Linked DNA regions of Sus scrofa: region 1 is linked to region 2. The links are chromatin contacts, called in public Hi-C maps. All regions are on one chromosome and are shown on one strand. The core of a region is the stretch at or near the end of the contact, and the rest is flanking DNA. Distances in the headings are between cores, read along the strand shown. Region 1 holds the start of ZC3H11A (zinc finger CCCH domain-containing protein 11A). Region 2 has its middle 37 kb from the start of BTG2.

Region 1 (4,772 bases), core at 1,618-4,117, 520 kb before region 2:
CAAACTGCAGATGTCTTGGCTCTTGTTCCAGGAATTAAGGCATGCTTGACTATGTTACTTTTGATGAGAAATCTTCCTCTTTCTGCCCTCAAGGCATCAGATACTGATTTATCACGCTTCTTACCCATTCCACTATCATCTAATGGATCAGTAGAGAGATATTCAAAGCTTCCATTGCTTCCAGCAGAAGAGGGAGATAAAGGTACATCCAAAGTAAAATCCTCCTCCCCACTAGTAACTCCAAATTTGTTGGCCCTAGTCCAGTGAGGTGAGTGCCTTGCCTGTAGATGTCGTTGGAGAGTAGATGTCCCAAGATGGCTACCTGGTTTACCCCTGCTAACACTTTTTTCACAGAGGTTACAAATTGCCCGCCAGGTATACTGGGGGTCAACATGAAAGAAGTGCCACACAATGGAAGTCTTTGCTCTAGTACTAGGTAAATAGATCTGTTTTTCTATATTACTCTCAAAAAGACTTTCTTCATCATGCTCAGGGGCATCAGACGCTAACAAAGCAGTAGTGCTTGCAACAGGCCTCCCAGATCCCAAATCCTTACTAAACTTTTTTGCAAGGATCAGTTTCTTTCGTCGCCTTTTCCCCTTAATTCGCAAACCCTTCTTTCTTTTCTTTTTGGCAGGCAATTTTGCCTCTTTATCCACTCCTTCTGCCACCATCTTTCCCTCTACCACATCTTCTTCATCTGTATTAGAATTAATAGGAACACAGCCCAGAATCCCAGCACCACTAAAAGTGCTACATCTTCTGCCAGGAGAGAGTGAGGACACTGGTACACTTAAGGTACATATACTCATTCTTTTTATGTCTCCAAAATTCGTAGCAGAATCTGTTAGTGGGTTTATTCCTCAAACAGATATACAGCTGTTCCTCTCTACTTGCATTACCTTTTCTCCAGTTTCTATGGGGAGTCAAATTCCCACTGGACCAATGACTTCCATGCCAGGTTATTTTTGGAGGAAAAGTGACAGCAATGGAGCTCATTCCCAAACTCTTTTACAGAGGGCTTTAAGATCCCTTCCAACTTTCTGAGTTCTGAATTCAAATAGTCCAATCTCCTCATGTTACAGAAAAGAAAACTGAGGTCTACTTTTCCAGCGTCAGAGTTAGTAGCAGCTAAAAACCAAGTCTTCCAAATCTATGGTCCATATTCTTTATGATTCATCAAGAACTGTATCTGCTTGAAATGTTTTAGCTTTTAAAATACGTATCTTTTATGTTGCCTCACGACAGCAACATCAAATCCCCTTAATTCTGGAATTATTTTCAGTAAATTTCATTTAAACAAAAACATAGTGCATCATTTAATATCCATTATTTAAGACTGTGATTTGCCAATACAACCCCAAAAGTCAATTCTGGAAAGCTAAATCAGACTCCACATACTGGTCATTAACAGCAAATGCCTGTTGACCCTTTCAGCTCTAGCTAAAAGTAACACAATTTTTTAAAAATGTAGGTAGCTTTTAAAAAAAAAAATGCTTTGAGAGTAAAATTTTAAAGTAAGATTACAAACTGAATTTCTAATTTACTATCTGTATCAAGAGTTAATCCATACTTGGTTTTCAGACATTTTTAGACCGGAGAAGCCTTACAGCCTGCAAATGAGTAACTCCTAAGTTGGACTCTATATGAGCAGCAGAAAATGAAATATGAGTTTTAAATCAGTGTCATGCCTTCTTGGTTGATCCCTCCCCTTCCCCCAATACCTACATACAATTACCCTAAAAAGCATCGCTATCACTAGTTCAGCCTCCTTCTCAAGGTCCAGAACCAAGGCCTGGAAGATGTCAACAATATGGGCCTTCCCCATAGGAATCCGCACCGATTATGGGAGTTTAGGGGGCGTTCTTCATTACGGTTTCATCAATCCTACAAGGAGAACGGAAGTGTCCCTGTTGCTCTTGACTCCGATGCTGAGGGCTGGGGGTGGGAGTGTAATTAAGGTAGGAAAGGGGTGTAGGATACCGGAATAAGATCGGTGGCTTTCTGTATGTGGAGTTTGAGAAAATCTCCCAAGTAGTGGGACCCTGGAGAGGAATGAGAGTAGGTAAAATCAGCTCCTGGCATTCAATTTGATTTAGGCAGTGGGGTTCGCTAAAACTAAGGAAACTGCTGCCCCAGAGAAAGCAACGTAGTTGTCAGTTCTCCTCCGGGAGTAGGGGAACAAGTCGGTTTCCCGGGGCTGCTCCCGGCTCCTACAGTTTCGCCAACACCGGATGTGGGGGAAGGGAGGAAGACTGGTTGGGAAAAGGAGCAGGCCCCGTGGGGGTGGGGTGAAGGAGGGTGGGGGTAGATGGGCCTGGGAGCTGGAGCCTGGGGCTCCCAGGCCGCCCTGGCGACGGCAGCGGCCCGGAGGTGGGGGAGCCGGTCTTTACCACCGGGCCGAAGGACCCGCTCTGACTTCCCGGGCTAGGCCGCGACCCAGGGGCGAGGGGAGGCCGCGGCCACTCCCCTCGCCCTCTCCCCCACCTCCCCGGCCCCGAGCCACCCGGGAAGCAAAAAAACGGGTCTAGTTACCGGAGAACAGAAACTTTACCGAACCGACGACACTATCCACGACTCCCGCTGCTGCCACGTCTTTCTTCTTTCTTAGCCGCTGCCGTCCGCCGTCCTCTCAGCAGCAACACCAGCAGAAATCCAAGACTGCCAGAGTCAAAGATGGCGCCTGGCTACAGGTTCAGTTCTAAGATCCGGCCAGTAAAAGTGCCAGCACGACGCAAAGCGCAAGGATTCTGGGAGATGTAGTTTTCCTCTATGAGGCGATGCTTAAGATGGCTTCCTCGGGTGACAGGGTCACGTGAGAGGGGAGGTGCTAAACCGTGGAGGCCCTGCCTTTCCAAGGAATGCGCTTTAGAAGGTCACGGGTTTCTTGAAACTGTCTTTGATTTTTTTTTAAAAATTGTGTAATGAAATTGACGTAATAAGCGGGGAAGCGCGAGAATTGTGTCCACGAGACTGTAAGCGTTCAGTTTATTCTTACCAGAAAGTTGAATTTAAATAAGTTGATTATGAATAATGAGTAAATTGTTCAAATCCTGTATAAATCTGATTTAGAAATAAACTGTTTTTCCCATGCGATGTTGAAAGATTTGTGCATTTATTATTTTTAAAATTTTATTGAACAGTTATTTTTATTTGAAGTAGTGAATGGGTTTCAGTTTTTTTTTTCCCCTTAAAACAAATTTTCGTATTAGAAAAATAATTCGTGGTCATTTAAAAAGTTCATGAGGGTTGAGACATGAAAAGGAAAAACATTAGTCGCCTACCCACTTCATTATTAATATTAGCCTGTATTTTCCATTTAAATATCTTTACTTTTTTCCTCCTATTATAAAATACATGTAAGTGGGTTCTTAAAATTTAAGTAGAGTACAAAATTTGTCTCCATAAATCTCATTCCTGAGAAATAACCTATCATTAATTTAGCATGTATTCTTTATAACTTTTTAATATGCAAATACACTTAAATATATATAGTGTACCCTGGCATATAGGCTCAACAGAACTTACTTGGGTGGCAGCATTTTACTGAACTTGGATAAAGGATGTAGTTCTGCTGTTAAGAAAGGATACACTTAATGGGAAAGCACATAGGACTCCAGGCACCTTTTACTTCCTCTTGGGTTTGTTTTGCCAACTACCAGCTTCGTGAGGGAGTCACAGCCAGTCCAGGACTGGGTAAGTATCAGGTCAGAGAGGTGTTGAGTCTCTTGGCACTTGAGCTTTTATCTCCCTTCAAAGTGAGAAGCCACAACACTAGAATCCTAGCCCCAATCATCCCTGCCTTACATGACAATACTCTGTGATTGCCATGTCAACCAGCCCTAACAAGCAGGTTCCTGGTAACCAATTTCCATCTGTGCCACAACACCTAAGGTTTTTCAGTTTAATAGAAGCCTTTCCAAATTGCTGACGGGTTCTCCAGACTAGGGCTTGCAGGATGCATCTGCTTGGTCTACTATATAAAGTGTAAAAAGAGGGAGTTCCTGTTGTGTCTCAGCAGTAACGAATCCGACTAGTATCCATGAAGATGTGGGTTCAATGCCTGGCCACAGTCAGTGGGTTAAAGATCTGGTGTTGTCATGAGCTGCAGTGTAGGCTGCAGTCGAGGCTCGGATCTGGTGTTGCTGTGGCCAGCAGCTACAGTTCCAATTCAACCCCTAGCCTGGGAACTTCCATATGCCACAGGTGTGGCCCTAAAAGAAAAATGTTTTAAAAGACCGCATTAGGTCCCCAAATGGCATCTGCTTATGTTTATCACCACCAAGACCTAATACCTAAACTAACTGCAGTTTCAGCTTCTCCCAGAGTGAAATTTCTTAACAGCACTAGTGAGGCAATCTGCCTGATCAGATTCCCCCCATCTTTCTACCTTTCTCCAAATAATAATCCATTCTTTTTTTTTTTTTTTTTTTTTGGTTTAACCATGGCGTGTGGAAATTTGCCTTCACTGGCCAGGGATTGAACCCGAGCCACAGCAGTGATAATGCTGAGTCTTTATCCTCTAGGCCACCAGGGAACTCCAAATAATCCACTCCTTTAACTTCCTTATTCCATCCTCTTTCTGCCTATAAAAACCTGTTTTGTACAACTCCTCAGAGTATCCTTATATTTGTTATATGGGACGGGTGCTGCCTGATTCATGAATCATTGATTAAAACCCATTTCATCTTTAAAATTACTCAGTCGAATTTTTCTTTTTCTTTTTAGGGCTGCACCTGCAGCATATGGAAGTTCCCAGGCCAGGGGTCAGA
Region 2 (4,881 bases), core at 476-2,975:
CCAGCCTTAATGACAAACCCACTCTCCCTGTAAACAAACACGGTAGTTTTCTGTTTGCCCATCCACCTCCTGTGTGGTTGGCATGAGCTGGGCCTCCAGATATTAAGCAACTCTGAATGACCTAAAAACGAAATCAAGTTGTAGACCTGTCAAGCTAAGACAGGCCCTGTTGTTTTCTCCAAGGTTTCGCCTCTGGGAATTGGGGTGGTGGTGGGGCACAGACTACCCAAAGAACAAGTTAAGACTTGGAACATGGAATCAGAGCTACTTGCTGTGTGTCCTGAGATAAGTTCCTTAACTTCTCTGAACTTCATCTTCCGATTTACCTCACAGAATAAAGGTAGGTGAAATAACTTGGTGAACTAAAGTGCTTTGTGATCTTCTCTGCTGCATCATTGGCAACTGTGTGTGCCTGCCTGGCCAGTGGCCCCTTCAGAGGTGCGGTGGGGCCTTGCTCCTGTCATCTACCTAGAAAATTCTTCTGCCTTTTTATGACTCCGAGTGAGTGTCTTTTCCTTCAGGCTCTGGGAGGCAGGTTCTGTCCCCTCTCCCCAGTAGGAGGATCTTCAGGGCTTGTCACTCTGTGGAGATGGTCCAGCATTCATGCTCCTCTGTAAGCTCCTTATTTGTACCCTTAACTTTGGAAGGAGGGGTTCATGGTGATCCTTTTGTAAGTGTTTAAAAGGGGCTACCCTGGGCAGTCAGGAAGCCGGAAGAGAGCTGCTGAAGGGGCAGTGGGAAGGGACTTAGCAATTTGTCTACTTTGCGGTTTGAATTCACCTTCTCTGCACTGTGTGGCCACAGGCCCTTCTGGACACAGCCTGATTCCTTGGTGGAATATCATTCTGCAAGCTGTTCTTGCCTGTGGTTTCCAGAGGGGAGAATGGCATCTCCCTCTCAGGCCAGAGAGGCCCTGTCCCCATCAAATGCCCACTTGCAGGTTCATTCCTGAGGCTCAGCAGGTGACAGAGGCCAGGCTGGCTGCCCTGAATTGAGCAATCACTTGCCTCTGGGTGAGACAGTGATCTAGCTGAGCTTTTTGTTTTGCGTTTCGTTTTGTTTTGTTTTGCCTTCTTGTCCAAGAACCTAAGGGCTGTTTTGCAACCCCTTGGCTCCTTTCCTTTGGCCAGAGAAGCAAGGGAGGCTTCCTCCATCCTGGCCCATGCTGACCTGGAGAGCAGGAAAGAGCAGCGGGTGGGGGGTTGCTTCAGAGGTCAGGGGCTGGGCCACGTCCAGGGACTGTCTCCTGAGGCGGCCCAAGTGGATCCTACCTCTTGCAGGATCTGCAAGAATGACTCCTTTCTGGGCAGAGCAAGGAGGTGAGTGGTTCTGGACTCGTCTGCAGCACCAGCAGCATCTTCTCCAAGCATAGAAAATGTCTGGCCTGGCCACTGCTTGTGGCCCAGGACCTGAGATGATCGGAGAAGCCCCCTCCCACCACTCAGAACAAAGCCTGGAGGCACCCAGGCAGTCCCCCAGACTGCCACTCACAGGCTTCCCTGCGCTCAAGTACTTCCAAACATACATGCCCGGGGGAAGTCAGATGGTGAGAAACAAACAACAATCAACCATAGAGACTTCTGGGGACCAGATGTTTTTTTCTGGGCTGCCTAGGACTTACCTTCTCTGGAGCAACACCTGCTGAGAGCCAACTTTTCTCAACCCCTGGCCAGGCCACTTCCAGCCAGGGCAGCTCAAGGACCAAAACAGAGGCCTGGCTCCCCCTGCTGATCAGCCTAGGCACCCACATCAGGTTTGGTGACAGCAAATATCACCTCTGGATCCTATCACCTGTACAGAGACCAATAAGAACAATTCACGTCTTCCCCCTTCTCCTTGTCTTCCAGGGAATTAGAATAATTTGGAATTTGGAATTAGAATTTGGGAGTTCATTCTCCCAAAGTCAGGATTCACCTCCCTATAGCGTGGAAGGAAAAATGAGGCTCAGAGAGATTAAGTGACCCTCCCAGGATCACACAGCAATTTGGGGCCAGCCCTGGGGTTGGCCTCCTCCACTGTAGATCAGTGAGGAGGCAGACAGGGAGGCCCCTCAGACTCTGTGGTAGGAACAGTCCTCAGGTTGCTTTGGGTGACCCAGGCAGTACCCATCCTGTGGAATAAGTGCCTAGTCGGTTGGGGGTCCTGGTGTAGGAACCAGGGGCCCAGGAGAAGGGACCTGCAACACCCTCACTGGGAACTTTTACTTATGAGGGAGACAGGACAGGTGGGTCTACCAAGAAGTCACATCCCGCCCCAAACGTGGAGCGGCGCTGAATTTACACAATGGTGGCTGGGGCACTTCTGATGCTACAGCCGAGCATTTTTTGGCAGGGAGTGGGTGCCAAGCCTAGGTCATTGCCTCCTCATAGGGAGTCCCCTGTGTCACTCTCCTCCATACTCAGCATTGCCAGGATTCTAAGAGACACTTTTGTGTCCTTCTGGTAGGGGCCACTCCTTTTTTCGTTTTTGCTTTTTCCTTTAAGGGCCACACTCTCGGCCCATGGAGGTTCCCAGGCTAGGGGTCAAATGAGAGCTATAGTCACTGGCTTACGCCACCAGCCACAGCAACATGGGATCCAAGCTGCATCTGCGACCTACACCATAGCTCATAGCAACACCAGATCCTTAACCCACTGAGCGAGGCCAGGTATTGAATCTGCTTCCTCATGGATCCTAGTCAGATTCATTAACAGCTGGGCCATGAAGGGAACTAACTCCTAGGGGCCCCACTTTTTGAGGCAGGGTCCATGTCCTGCTTTTCTTGGGTTGGGGCCACCTTGGCCTCTGTTATTTTGAGTACCCCTGGACTCCAGGCTGGGATCAGTCCTCATGACTGACTGTGGTCACAAAGCATCTTTCCCCTTTCAGGATTCTTGACCAGAGACAAGGGGTTCTCCCCACTCCTCTCTGGTCCTGGCTCTCTGCCCTTGAGGTTAGGGTGACCCAAGAATGAGTTCCAAGCCAGTCCCATGCTATTAGTTGAAGCAGCTCTCCAGCTTCCAGGCATCTTGCTAGTGGAGGTCACTCCTGGAGTCAATGGCCTGCATCCCCCAAACTCATCTCCTCACCTACAAAGGGGCTTCCTTCATGGTGCCCCCTCCTTGCCAATTCCCCTGTGTGCCCAAGCGCCTAGGCAACAGATTCCATCACTAGGTGGTGGGTAAGCCCTATTTACTTACATGATGATTACAGGGCAAGGATTTAGAACCAGATGGACCAGGATCTGAATCCCAGGTCAACCAGTTACTCTCAGACGATCTGCATACTCTCTCAACCTCGGTTTCCAAATGTGTCCATCTGTATAAGAGTTCATATTGCATGGGGTTGTGCGGGAATGAAAGGGGGTGGTGCAGTGATTCCCGGGGACATGCATGCTGGGCCAAGGACAAGTGAAGGTGAAGGATAAACATGGTATATCTTGCTGAAGTGTTAATTTTACTAGGAGTATTTAGGGAAATATGTTTTGAAGTAAAGTAATAAAATGTAAAATTTCAACAAATTTTAAAAAAGAAAGAGAAGACTGAAAGGAGTTTTTATTCAGTTTTTATTCATGGTTATTGCTTTGGGTTATACTCTAAACTTGGGAGTCTGGGGTTATCTGGTTAAAGGTCACTCTCTCTGCCTTACAGAGTCTTTTGCTAGAAGAGTCTGAAACTGATGTGTGTGAGGAGTTGGTTCCTGCCCAGCAAACCCTCTTCAGTGGAGCTCTCTCAGCTTTTCCACAGGTTTTTGCACATTTGAGGTCTTTGAATTAAGTCCCAGCTCTCCTGGGCTTCGACCACCAGTATCAAGGCAAGAAGCAGACCTGGGGCTCCAGGGAGGGCTGGGGCAGGTGTTTTCTTGTGCAAAATTACTAGCAGTATCAAAAAGAGAAGCAGGGAGAGTCTCTTTTCACAGACTCCAGAGTGGGTGGGCATGAGGATAAGGCAGGTCCCTGTGGCTTACTCTAATACTTGGAGGCCCAGCTCAAGGCCCTGGCAAGTTGCAGGCTGACTCTGAGAGTTCAGCTTGGGACAATGCTCAGACATTGGCTGCAGGAGCTATGGACACATTTGAGAGGAAAAAAGTATGCACTCCAGAATCCTGGAAATGGGGAGGAGGAAGAAGGGGGGTTGTGCCTAGTATGTTCCAGGCTCTGTGCTAGATGACTTGCATGTGAGGTTTCAGTTAATACAGCAATACGCTTATGGTAAGATAGCAATATCCCCATGCCAAGAGAGGTCATGAGGCTTCTGCTAGAAGTTACTTGTGGTTCCCAATAATTTTCTACTCCCTAATCAGAGCTTTAGCTGGAGCATGACTGCCTAGAAAGAAGACTACATTTCCCAACCTCCTGTGTGGTTAGGTATGGTCATGTGACTGAGCTCTTGCCAATGAGAAGTAAGTGTAGTGTCATGTGGCTGATTCTAGGATCCTTCCCTAAGACAAACTTGTGTTTATTCTTTCTGGCCCTTCTTTGTTCTCCCCTCTATTTTGCTGTTTGGTAGGTGGTGGGTGACACCTTGAACCACAAGGACAAGGGCCACCCACTAGGAACCTCAGAATAATAAGCTGGAAGGAGACTGGGGCAACATACCAGTCCCAGACTCCCACCGTCAGGCTTTTATGTGAGAGGAAAATAAAATTCTACCTTGTTAAAGCCATTGTTGTTGTGGGTTTTCTGTTACCTACACTTGTACCTCATCCTGATGAGATGCCTAACCTAGTAAGTGAGGGAGTTGGTTTTTTTTTTTTTTTTTTTTTTTTTTTAGGGCTGCACCCATGGCATATGGAGGTTCCCAGGCTAGGGATCAAATTGGAGCTGTAGCCACTGGCCTATACCACAACCATGGCAATGCCAGATCTGAGCTACATCTGCAACCTACACCACAGCTCACAGTA

Evidence for each region. A called contact is a pair of places that touch in the nucleus more often than the background predicts.
Region 1: a contact with region 2 is called in a Hi-C map of liver, with 4 times the contacts expected there. The contact joins the promoter of ZC3H11A here to the enhancer-like site in region 2. A contact is called at or near these places in 1 of 5 promoter capture datasets (fetal liver), 3 of 47 Hi-C or Micro-C datasets (embryonic fibroblasts, heart right ventricle and liver) and 1 of 2 datasets of contacts at active chromatin or transcription factors (alveolar macrophages).

The regions. Positions count from the first base shown.
Region 1 is chr9:64,516,990-64,521,761 of Sscrofa11.1, reverse strand. ZC3H11A (zinc finger CCCH domain-containing protein 11A) reads right to left here and starts at 2,867. Exons shown (of 19, transcript XM_005656653.2): 1 at 2,536-2,867.
Region 2 is chr9:63,994,190-63,999,070 of Sscrofa11.1, reverse strand. No RefSeq gene overlaps it. Among named protein-coding and RNA genes, the nearest start is that of BTG2, 37 kb to the left of the region's middle. Within about 2 kb of position 1,725, at least 36 of the 83 cell types and tissues checked have an H3K27ac peak or open chromatin away from gene starts, as enhancers often do. A contact at or near this core is called in alveolar macrophages, fetal liver and liver, where this site is marked.